Regions from separate parts of the Triticum aestivum genome. Here all the other regions are linked to region 1. A link is a contact called in public Hi-C data. All regions are on one chromosome and are shown on one strand. Each heading gives the region's core, a stretch centred on a gene start, on an enhancer-like site or on the middle of the called end of the contact. The rest is flanking DNA. Distances are from core to core; before and after follow the strand shown.

The links. A called contact is a pair of places that touch in the nucleus more often than the background predicts.
Region 2: a contact with region 1 is called in a Hi-C map of leaf, with 3 times the contacts expected there. The contact joins the promoter of LOC123105667 here to the promoter of LOC542817 in region 1. A contact is called at or near these places in 3 of 5 Hi-C or Micro-C datasets (all in leaf) and 1 of 1 datasets of contacts at active chromatin or transcription factors (leaf).
Region 3: a contact with region 1 is called in a Hi-C map of leaf, with 3 times the contacts expected there. The contact joins the enhancer-like site here to the promoter of LOC542817 in region 1. A contact is called at or near these places in 1 of 5 Hi-C or Micro-C datasets (leaf) and 1 of 1 datasets of contacts at active chromatin or transcription factors (leaf).
Region 4: a contact with region 1 is called in a Hi-C map of leaf, with 5 times the contacts expected there. The contact joins the promoter of LOC123105663 here to the promoter of LOC542817 in region 1. A contact is called at or near these places in 2 of 5 Hi-C or Micro-C datasets (both in leaf).

The regions. Positions count from the first base shown.
Region 1 is chr5A:654,030,461-654,033,160 of IWGSC CS RefSeq v2.1, forward strand. It overlaps LOC542817 (heat shock cognate 70 kDa protein 2), which reads left to right and starts at 1,309. Exons shown (of 2, transcript XM_044527774.1): 1 at 1,309-1,642. The coding sequence starts at 1,426.
Region 2 is chr5A:653,676,115-653,678,814 of IWGSC CS RefSeq v2.1, forward strand. It overlaps LOC123105667 (SEC14-like protein 1), which reads right to left and starts at 1,319. Exons shown (of 7, transcript XM_044527773.1): 1 at 1,288-1,319; 2 at 1-318. The coding sequence starts at 316.
Region 3 is chr5A:654,332,466-654,335,165 of IWGSC CS RefSeq v2.1, forward strand. No RefSeq gene overlaps it. Among protein-coding and RNA genes, the nearest start is that of LOC123105668, 14 kb to the left of the region's middle. Within about 2 kb of position 1,261, at least 3 of the 8 cell types and tissues checked have an H3K27ac peak or open chromatin away from gene starts, as enhancers often do. A contact at or near this core is called in leaf, where this site is marked.
Region 4 is chr5A:653,656,168-653,658,867 of IWGSC CS RefSeq v2.1, forward strand. LOC123105663 (actin-depolymerizing factor 4) reads left to right here and starts at 1,305. Exons shown (of 3, transcript XM_044527771.1): 1 at 1,305-1,580; 2 at 2,536-2,700. The coding sequence starts at 1,578.

The DNA of each region.
Region 1 (2,700 bases), core at 59-2,558:
AAAACCCTACGTCCTGCTCTTGTTTATATCAAGGGAGATGTATCAAATACATAGTTGATCTACCTTGAGATCGTGATGTGTGGTCTAATTCTAGGACTAGGTGAATGATTTTGCGTTGATATCCCATCTATGGGCTAAACCATATGGCTTATATACACGCCAGGGAGGGTATTTAGGGTTAGAAGGTCGGTAGCTATGAGCTAGGCGGCGGCAGAGATCCTGGAGTATACGTCAAGTCTTCGGGGAGGTAGTCTTGAACAAGCCTCCTACGTACGATTTTCCGGTGTCCATCTTGATCACGAATGGTGGCTTGCCGGCCCAACTCGAGGAGAACGGGTCGGCTGAGTTAGTCTCCCCTTATCCAGGACACCGTCACAATGGGTACAGGTACCCGCGTGCCTTGCCTCCAGCAACTCCGAGGTTGGACGCCGACGCACCCTCGTCGTGGGAATTGTTGGAACATGAGCCGTCGCCGTGGGTGGGAAGAGTGGAGCAGGGGAGAGAGGAGAACTCGGAGTAGGAAGTGGGATGACGCCGCCCGAGAAAATGGTTTGCTCCCGCCTCAACTCCAAGCGAATGGACCGCGACCAGTGACGTGGCGAGGAGGCTTGCTTTAGGATTCGTGTGGCTAATCAGGCGGCTATGGAGATGCTCCTGCCGAACCCCTAATAAAAATCTGAGCCTTTTTTGTAAGTTTTTTTGGGGCTAGTGGATAGATTTAAGTTTTAGGAAGGGTCACTTGGTACAAACAATACATCGCCGGAGAAGAAGCCGGAAGCTTCTCGAGTCTGCTTCGTGGGAGGTTCACTTTTCTCAGATCTGAAACTGAACCATCACATCCACGTACACAAACAGATATTTCGGGCCGGTCTGAAGTTCTGAACCGTCCGATGACGATCCAACGTCTCCGGGGCGCGCAGAATAGTCCGGCCTAGATCGTGACACCCACCGCCGACCGAAGACGCTTTCCCACTAGAGACACACACGGGTTCCCAACGGACACGCCCCCCTGCCCTCCGGCGACACGCGAGAATCTGCAAAACAATCCAACGACTCCCCCACTTCCACCCCGTGACACCGCAGCACGGCCCCACACAAAACCTTCAAAACCGCAGGGCCCATCCGCAGCGACAGAGGCTACGAAACCATCTCGTCCGAGGGTCAGAGTCCAAGTAGCACCGCATTTATCGCGCTGAACTCTGCCAGCTGGGTCCCACGGGAGAGTTCCTGGGCTGTGTATGGGCCACGCCTCCGCCGGTTCAGACAGCCGCTCCTCCCCCGCCACTGTATAAATAGCGGCCCCGCTCCTCGCTGCCTCCTCCTCTCCCGAGTCCGCAGCAGCCGCCGCCAGCAGCTGCGCAAAGGCTCCTCAAACCCTAACCCTAGTCCTAGCTTAGCTTCCTTCTTCTCGATCTAGCTAGAGCCATGGCGCCGACCAAGGGCGAGGGGCCGGCCATCGGCATCGACCTCGGCACCACCTACTCGTGCGTCGGCGTGTGGCAGCACGACCGCGTCGAGATCATCGCCAACGACCAGGGCAACCGCACCACGCCCTCGTACGTCGCCTTCACCGACTCGGAGCGTCTCATCGGCGATGCCGCCAAGAACCAGGTCGCCATGAACCCCATCAACACCGTCTTCGGTGAGCACACCCCCTCCCTCTCTTTCCCTCCCACCAGATCTGTTTTTTCTCTGTATGTGTGGTCGCTGCTAGATGCGCGCGTCGTTGACCCGTCGCTTGGAGCAGCGAAATATGTCGAGGTTTTAGCCGTTGACCCGTCGCTTGGTGCGAGCTCTTCTGCTTCGGCAGATCTGCCGAGTATGTGTGAGCAGTTACGATGAGGTTTCGGTCGTATTCCTGCTAGATTTGGTACGCTGGAGGCGGGCCATGGTCTGTTCATAGTGTTTTTTTGTGGGTATAGGCTGCATCTTTTGGCCTTTAGGTGACTGCTCAGATCTGTGATGTGTCTGCCATGTATAATTGTATATGTCTGCTAGCTTTCTTGGATCTACTTTTGGAGCTTGTGCCCAGCTGTTCCTCTTATTGTGGTTGTTTCATGGTCCTCAGCTGTGCTCTATTTAGATGCATATAGCTGCATGATCCTTACTTCTAACTTTTGTTATATATTGTGGACTAAATATCCTCTACTAAGAACTTTTTTGATGGAACTAAATATCTACAGAACTGCTGTACACTAAAGTGTGTGCTAGCAGTTTTTAACTACGGTAGTTGTCATCATTTCATTGCCAACTGTTCTCATCATAATGTTAATTAATGAGCATACTATTTTGTGCTATGTTTTCATTTCAAAATTGCACAAAGAGCATGTCTGCTAGCTTTCTGGGATCTACTTTCGAATCTTGGATCAAGTTGTTCCTTTAATTATGATTTTCCATGGTCCTCAGCTGTGGTCCATTTAGATCCTTATATAGCTGTTGGATCATTATTTTGGCTTGATACTATATATTTGTTGTCATACATGAATTATTAGACAAATCACACTTAAATTGTTATCTTATGGCTGGCAAATAAATTGATTATGTCTATTCCTTCTCTTAATTGTTAGTGAAATTTGGACGGAACCAATTACCTGTAGTTCTACACTTCAGTGCATGCCAGCAGTTTTGTACCATAGTAATTTTCATGTTTACTCTGTTAGAGTCAACGAGGATGGCATAATATTGATAGGTTCTCTCAGC
Region 2 (2,700 bases), core at 69-2,568, 350 kb before region 1:
CAAATTTGAGTGGTGCCCATCTTTGAATCCACCTAAATGGAGGATATCCAAGAACTTGCAGTGCTTGAATAGAATTCCATACAAAAGGACATTTTGCTTTAGAAATCCTCCTCACTACCTCAAGAGCAATAACCTTTACCAAAAACGACGCCACATGACCTGTTGACTCCCTGCTCAAGGTCAATTGTTTTGGCACAATATGCTTTATTGTCTTTGGTGAAATGGCCTTTGCTGGAGAAGCAACCAATGTACCCTGGTATTTCTTTTCACCATCTGGTTTGCTTGAAGACTGGAAGTTTTTAGTAAAATTGGCCATTCCTACAAAGCACGAGCAGAATCAGATCACGAGCCCTGCCATCTGCCTCTAGCACTACCATCAGCTCAACCAGCAATTGCAAAGCAGGTGTCTCTAACAAAGTAACAAGAAGGAAATGGAACTAACAGGAAAACAAATCCGCATACGGTTATCGGAGCAAATTTATGACGACGTGAGATATAAGAAAAGTAAACAATCAGACCATGCATTAAGAATTAAACTGCAAAACATGACAGTCCTTATCTTTTGATGTTTAACTCCTGTCAGTTTTCTAACTGTTCAATAGTATTTCCATGCTGCAGACAGAAAAGCTTTCAACAATTACAAATAATGTGTCTCTAGCAACCAGGAAATGGACCAGGGGAGAGGAGATATGCGTACAGTTATGGCCAGAAAAAATCATGTCAGCTTGTGGTATTAGAAAAGTAATCAGAACATGTCTGAAGAATTAAACTGGAAAACAGGATAATCCTTACTGAGTATTCCCAGCTATGGCACCAAATTAAAAACATACGTACTATCTGATGTGGAAGAGCTCCCATAGGTTTGTAAATAACTTTCCGTACAACAAACAGAAAACATTTCTGCACTATTGCAAGTTAGAACCCAGGAACTCTCGGAATTTCTTAGTTGAAAAGTATCTAAGTACACACACTCCAGCTATCAATTTCCCCACGACTTGCGACGAGACTATCCAAGGTCAACTAACTGTGCGTCAACGTTACTAGGGCCACTAGAACAGAACCAAATTCAGCAGAATCTCCCACTAATCGGCAGAACCCAGTAGCGGACCCAAAGTGGACCGTGTACAGTTTAATCCGTCTGAAATTTTGGGGGAAACGAGCTGCCACTAACACAACCAAATCAGACCCCCGACTGATCGACGGGGCGAAATGCGGTATCGAGGAGAGCAATCAAACACGAGGCTCTCGGAAACCCGAGGGAGCTGCGTCAGGGCTTCCATTCCATACCAGCGAGGAGATCGGCGGCCAAGGCGGATCGCCTGTGCGGTGGAGAGTGGACGGGAGGGGAGGCGTCGCGGGTTCGGTGGGCGGAGAGGGAGGAGGTGTGGACGGCCCTTCTCCGGCGCTGGCGAGGGGAGGGAGGGCGGCGGATTCGGCGGGCGGGGCGGCGGACTCGTGAGCCGGGACCGGGACTGGGTGGGAGGGATCTCCAGCTGCGGGTGCGGCGCGTTCCCCAACGGGGACAGGACAGTTTTTTTTAGGAGAGGGCCCCATTTTGGTTCTTCTAGAGAAACGGTGGTGCCGGGAGAAAGGGCCCCATTTTGGTTCGACTTGCAAAACGAAGTTCCATTTTGTTTCACTTGCAAAACGCAGTTGTAGGAATGAAAGTAGATGTCGTGGTCATATTTATTGAATCACATAGTAATTGGAAGTAGATGGCGTCTGGTGGTTGCATAACGCATTCATTTGAAACCACCTTGTTGAAACCTAGCTGTTTCTAGGTAGCCCTAGACGGCATTGAGGCGCACCCATCAACCACTGGCCTGTGGCGACAGTGGGGCATTCTGTTTGATGGCTGGGGGTACGATGGCCTCATGGGCCAAATTCGGCGAAGATCGATTGAGCTTGATACGCATTACGGTCGAAGAACTGTGCCGAGGTTCACCAACCATATGTGGGCACGAAGAGAAGCGGAAGCCATAACAAAAGACCAGTGACATGCACTATGTGCACGACTCGTGGTGTTGCGCAGTGTGCAAAGAGTGTGGCGGTGACTGTCGGTTGTTGTTGATGCTCGAATATGAGGGATGGGGAGGTGTTATGTTGAAGGCTCAAACTGTCTTCATGGTGACGATGCACGGGGTGTTGCATACTTCCTAAAGTCATCATCACAACGCTTCATCGCCCTCCTAACTTCGGATGTGCTCCAGTCAGGTTTCTTCATGCTAAGGGCTCTTTTGATGCTAACCCCGTACCCATAACTGCTCAAGATAGAGGGTGTGCGTCCGAGCGTAAGCTCGGCTATGATGTAGCCCATGGGCGTTGCTTCCCTTTCTGAAGGCGTCACAAATCAACTCATATCCCCTATCATTGGTTGCACTCCTTGAGGGTGTTGATGGGTGTTTGGCAACAACACACATGAAACCACAAATTTTTCATTTTTGTACCCCTTGCGAGAGTCATATGGCCTTTGACATGAGCCCTTTATTTACGGCACATGTTTGACTTTGTTGGATGGTGATGGTCATCTATAATGTGGTGTTCCTATGCGGACCTCGTGGTGAAGTTCACGCTTTTGGTGAAATCTTGGTTTCGCAAAGCCCTTCAATGGTGTTGGCAGGACACCTTGAAGTGATGGCACGAGTCTAGCCAGTGAGGGATGTGTATGCAATGTTGTTTGAGTGGGGTACAACCCTTCGG
Region 3 (2,700 bases), core at 11-2,510, 300 kb after region 1:
GCCTGAGAGTTAGGCGCTACACTATACAGTGTAGCACCTGACGTCTAGGCACTGCACTATGCATAACAAGCAAGAGTCCGGACGATGTCGATTGGTAGGTAGACGGAGTCACACGAGCTCGTACGTACGCCCGTCTCCCTTTGGCCACTCGGTCGGCTGATCGATCGATGGGCACTGACAGCTACGGATCATTGTGCACGAAAGCCTAGACCCAAAAGAAATGAAATGAAATTTGTCTTCCGTCTCTAGCTAGCCTAGCTTTAAGCCCATATAGCTAGTAGATGCGCGTGCATGCGATGCGTGTGTGTACATATATGTACCTAAGTCCTAAATCTGCCAAGAGTTATGTCATCCCTGGGACACGCAAGATCGACCTATGTATGGCGAGCTAGCTAGCTAGCAGTAGCACCAGGCTGACCATGACCAGCATGCATGCAGCTGCAGGATAGTTGAGGAAGCTAGCTAGCCAGGTCCAGGCATGCCCGACTGCACAAGCAGCTAGCGGCAAACTGTCATTGGCACTGTGGCACTACATCTTGTACTTGGTGGTGGCGTGGTGGATGGGAGAGAGCGAGAGGTTTTAAGCTGGCCCTTGCTTGCTTGGTCCGACCTTACATGTACATGCATGGTCCCTCTCCGCTCCGACCTCACAAGCTAGCATCGCGCGCCCATCGCCTTGTTGATTAATTGTGCAGCGCCTAGACGTCAGGCGCTGCACACTGACTTAGTAATTTTCAGGTACTAGAAATAAATGTCCGCGACAGTTAGTAAGTGCATGTGCAGCGTCTGGCTGTTAGGCGCTGCACATTACGTGTGTGGCGCCTAGCTCAAAGGCGCTGCACTGCTTGGTGCGGGGTCCAGGGATGCCATGCTGGCCAGAAGCATGGCGCCTAAGATCTAGGCGCTGCACGGTATAGCGTGGCGCCTAAATGTCGGGCGCCCCATAAAAGGGTTAGCTGGGTAAAAAAAATTTCGGAACAGTTCAATTTGTGAATTGATTTCGTCCTCAGGTCAGAACAGTGATTTCTGCCGCCGGGATAGCCGGGGGGTCGCCTAGGGTGGCACTACGTAGCTTTGGCGCCGTCCCGTCGCTGCCTCGGCCGGGCCGGCGAGCTGACACTGACAGCGGAATCTCTCTCGGACGTCGCGCGGGCGCGCACACATCATCATCGCACACACGCTCTCTCCAGTCTCGACCACATGTACGTAGGTACGAACGAGACGCTGCGTGCCCGCTTTAGTCGTGGTCGAGGATGCGTCAAGGAGAAGCCTCCCTTGCTCCGCCCCCACCAGTGGACCGGCCGCGCCCGGCCACAGATTCGGATCGTCCCTGTCCCTCGCCCCGAATCCCCATCATATCCGGCCACCGCCCGCCCGTCCGCCCGGCGATAACGGGGTCGACGTCAGGCGTGTGGCCGCCAGCCAGCCAGCATCATCTCTGTATCATCGTCACACTTATCATGCATGCACGCGCCTTTAATCAGTCGGTCTCTCTGCGCCCCTTTTTCCATGGGGGCGTCGTCGATCGATGGACCAGCCTGTGGCCGGCCTCGTCGTCGGTCGGTGCGCCGCCACGTACGTGCGCTGGCTGCCTGCGTCGTCGCGGGTCAATCAGGTGCTCGTGCCGGGCACGAAACGGGCGACAGCAACGTGCGCGGCGCGCCTACGTACGTGCATATATGGTATGGTAGGCGCGTCATCAGGTCGAGCTATAGCTAGAGCGCGCGCCGCCGCACGCGAGACGTGCCGTTTCCCACCACGCCACGCCGTGCCCCGCTCGCGATTGTTCGGGTCGGTGTCGCACGTCGTTGCCGTGCCGTTGCGCGCGCGACGGCGCCCGCCATCCACAGTGGGTTGGTGCTGGGTGGTGGCGCTGCCGCCTACGTTGCACCTGGAATCTTTGGGCAATGCGAGCGCGTCCCGGTCGCACACCACACCGTGGTTACCATCATCGGCTTGGTACAATATTGCTAAATCTCAGTCTCAGTCGACTAAGAGTATCTACAGCCGCACGCCTCAGACGCACGGATGGACGACGGCTCATTCGGTGACCCGTAAAAAAAAAATCCGACCTAGATGGGCGTCTCAAACACCCGGACTGGCTACCCCTCATATCTAACCCAAATATGAGGCGAATATAAGAGGCCTGGGTGCGCACGGGCACCTCCGCCACGTCGGGCCTGCCAGGTCTACCCCACCATAAATTGCACCAAATTCACCAAATACTTTCCCCTCCTGCCGCCTCCCTCCTACCTTTTCTGCGTCCGAGCCCTCGCCGTCCACCACCCTTGCTCTCCCATCCTCACCGTCGGCCCCGATGAGGGAGAACAAGAAAGAGGTGAGGTACAAGCTCATGATGGATGTGCAAAAGAAGAGGATGGATTGGGATTGGAGGCCGGAGAAGAAACTGGAAATTGAGAGGCGGAAGATCGGGCTGGAGAAGCAAGAGGCGATGATCAAATGGGAGCTCGAGAAGGCCAGGACATTTGGAAAAATTGAGCTTGAGAAGGAGAGGCTGCAAATCGCGGGGTGCGAAGGATGTGAAGATCATGTTGGCAAACAAAAAGTCTCTTGGATGAACAAGCAAAGAAGTGGATTGCGGACAAGAAGGAGATCAACAACCATAGGCAGTACAAGGCGGCGAGGGCGTCTATGGCAGCAGCGAAGCATGCGGCAAGGATGTGGGCGAAGCATGCGGCA
Region 4 (2,700 bases), core at 55-2,554, 370 kb before region 1:
CGAACACTGGGGTGCACACGAAGATCTCCCCCTACCAACCTATGCCATCAACCTCGCCACGATCTCAAAGGCAAGCTCAACGAACTCGCACACAAGGGACACAAGATTTATACTGGTTCGGGCCACCATTGTGGTGTAATCCCCTACTCTAGTGTGGTGTGGTGGATTGCCTCTCGGGCTGAGGATGAATAGTACAGGGGGAAGAACAGCCTCATGAGGTGAGGTGTTCTTGTGCTTGGTGGGTGTGAGGACGGGTTGGATCTATCCAAGATGAGATGGCTGAGGCTCAGTTGCCTCCTACTGTGGTGGCTAATCCTATTTATAGAGGCTCTGATCCTCTCCCCAAATATTGAGCGGGAAGGGATGCCAAAACGATAAATTTGAAAGGGGACAGCTAGTACAAGTTATCCTGACAAAAGCAGTCTTCGTCTGCCAAAGGCTCTGGTGGTGGCACCGCCTTGGGCTTCATGGTGACCTCCGTCTTGCCGTCCTGCTGGTCTTGATCTCGTTGTACCATTATGAAAACCTTTGCTTGACGCCTCGGTACTCCTCGTCTGCGCTTGCATCCTTAGCATCAAAGAGGAAACAAGGATACTGTGCGCGCTGGCGCCCGTCTGGTCTCGATCGTCATGGCTCACGTTATTGGAGTCTCGCGGGGTTTGCCTTGCCTTGACCTCTCTGCCCCTCGCGGGCCAGTCTGGCGAGGCCGCTTCCGAGGAGGTCTTGTGTCGTCCGCCTCGCGAGGTTTGGCCCCTCGCGAGGGTTTTGAATGCTTGTTGGTGAAGATGGGCCGTACGGGCCCGTTTGCAGAGCCACGTCGTGGGCCGCAGGCAGGCAAGTCTGGGGACTCCCGTTCCCAGAACGCCGACAAAAAGTGGTGTCAAGAGGGTGATGTTTTATTGTCAGCAAAATTTCAAGTCGAAACACATTAAGAAATATGAGCTATGAAGAAAAAACAAATTCACATCCACAGATGATCTAGCAACGACTACAAGCAAAACTTGTTGTAGTAGACAGTCAGAAAGTCGTCGTGCTAAGGCACCGTAGAACAACAACCGTCGCCAATAAAGAATAGCGTAGGTTGGAAAGATCCAACCTGAAAACACATAAACGCAGACGAATTACAATCAGATCCGAGCAAATTCACCAAGGACAGATCCACGTAGACACACCTTCACACGTATACCGATGATGCTAGACACACCATCGGGACGGGGGTAAGGCAAATGTGTCTCTTTTTGGCAGCAGTAGTACGTTTTTACCCAGGCGGCCAGACGACAGTCGCAGCGCGCAAGAAGCGGTGATTTGTCACGCCGCGGGGTAGGGAGCAATCCCGCCCGCCCATCTCGCCATCCGGCGGCCACGGAGGTGCGCAGGGCAGGCGGCCGCAAAAAAGGCCGACCACGAGCGCACCACATACGGAGCCCGAGGCGACGCCCCGACGACTCCACCCATCAAAAGGGGGGCCGGGCGAGGCGAGCGAGCAGCAACTCCAAGCTACGCAGCACACAACTCTCTCCACCCCCAGCAATCCATCCACCCCCACCCCCCTTTCCCCTCCCCTCCCGAGCTCGGCAATGGTAAGTCCCCCTCCCCACGCCGCGCCTGCGGCCTCCGCGCGCCGATCTCGCCGCCTGTCCGCAGATCGGCGCTCGCTCGCTCTCCCCCTCCTAGTCCAATTTTCCTCTGCACGCGGGGTGGATACGTGCGTGGGTCCTCGATCTCGCCGCTGGTAGGCAAGTGCTTGACGGGATGCCCGGATCGGACGAACCCGAGGCCTCCCCTTGCTTTACCTCTTTTTCTGCGTCGCCAGCGGTCGGATCGTGGGAAACCCATCTGCTCTCCTCGCGAATCTCTTGGGTGAAACGCGTGTTTTGGTCGGTAGCACGAGATTTGGCTGGGGAGGGGTTGACTGGCCGCTCGGATCCCTAGTTTTAGGAACTTGTAATCGGTAGATCCAGGCTATACTCAGCTGATCTGTGTTGTCAACATGCATCTGCCTGTTAGCTAGCAACCCTTGCCGACCATGCCGTGCATCTGTGGGTAGCGCTGGCGCCGAGCCACCAAAGTATGATTTACAACCTATTGAGCGCCAGTTTTGTCTCCAAGAGATCGCTAATCCATGTTCCAGGCTAGTTGGTGGAGAAGGATAGAGAGAGATCTGGTAGTGTGTGTTAAGTTGATGGATAAGTCTGATTTAGGTGGTTGCAATTGAAAACTGTCTGCCATGCCGTGCAGAAGATTAACAAAATTTAGGATACGTAGCTCCTGATTTCAACTTTTGTTGGACTGTGACACCTTGATCCTTTTGCCATTTCATTTCCTGGTTCATGACATTGTAGTAAAATTTGGCTTCGAGCACCAATGGGGTAGTGCTCTCTTCCACTTATGTAGTAAAAGATATATAAGACTATCCGCAAAGGGGTTCCTTGAGTTGTATGTTTACTAAAGAGTCTATGATGTTGTTCAAGCAGAATTGAGGTTGCATTATCTGTGTAACTATGATATCCATCGTAACTTTGTTTATGCGCCCAGGCAAACGCTTCGTCAGGAGCTGGGATCCATGATGACTGCAAGCTGAGGTTCGTGGAGCTCAAGTCCAAGAGGATGCACCGCTTCATAACCTACAGGCTGGAGAACCAGAAGGAGGTCATTGTGGACCAAACTGGGGAGCGCGAGGCCACCTATGAGGACTTCACC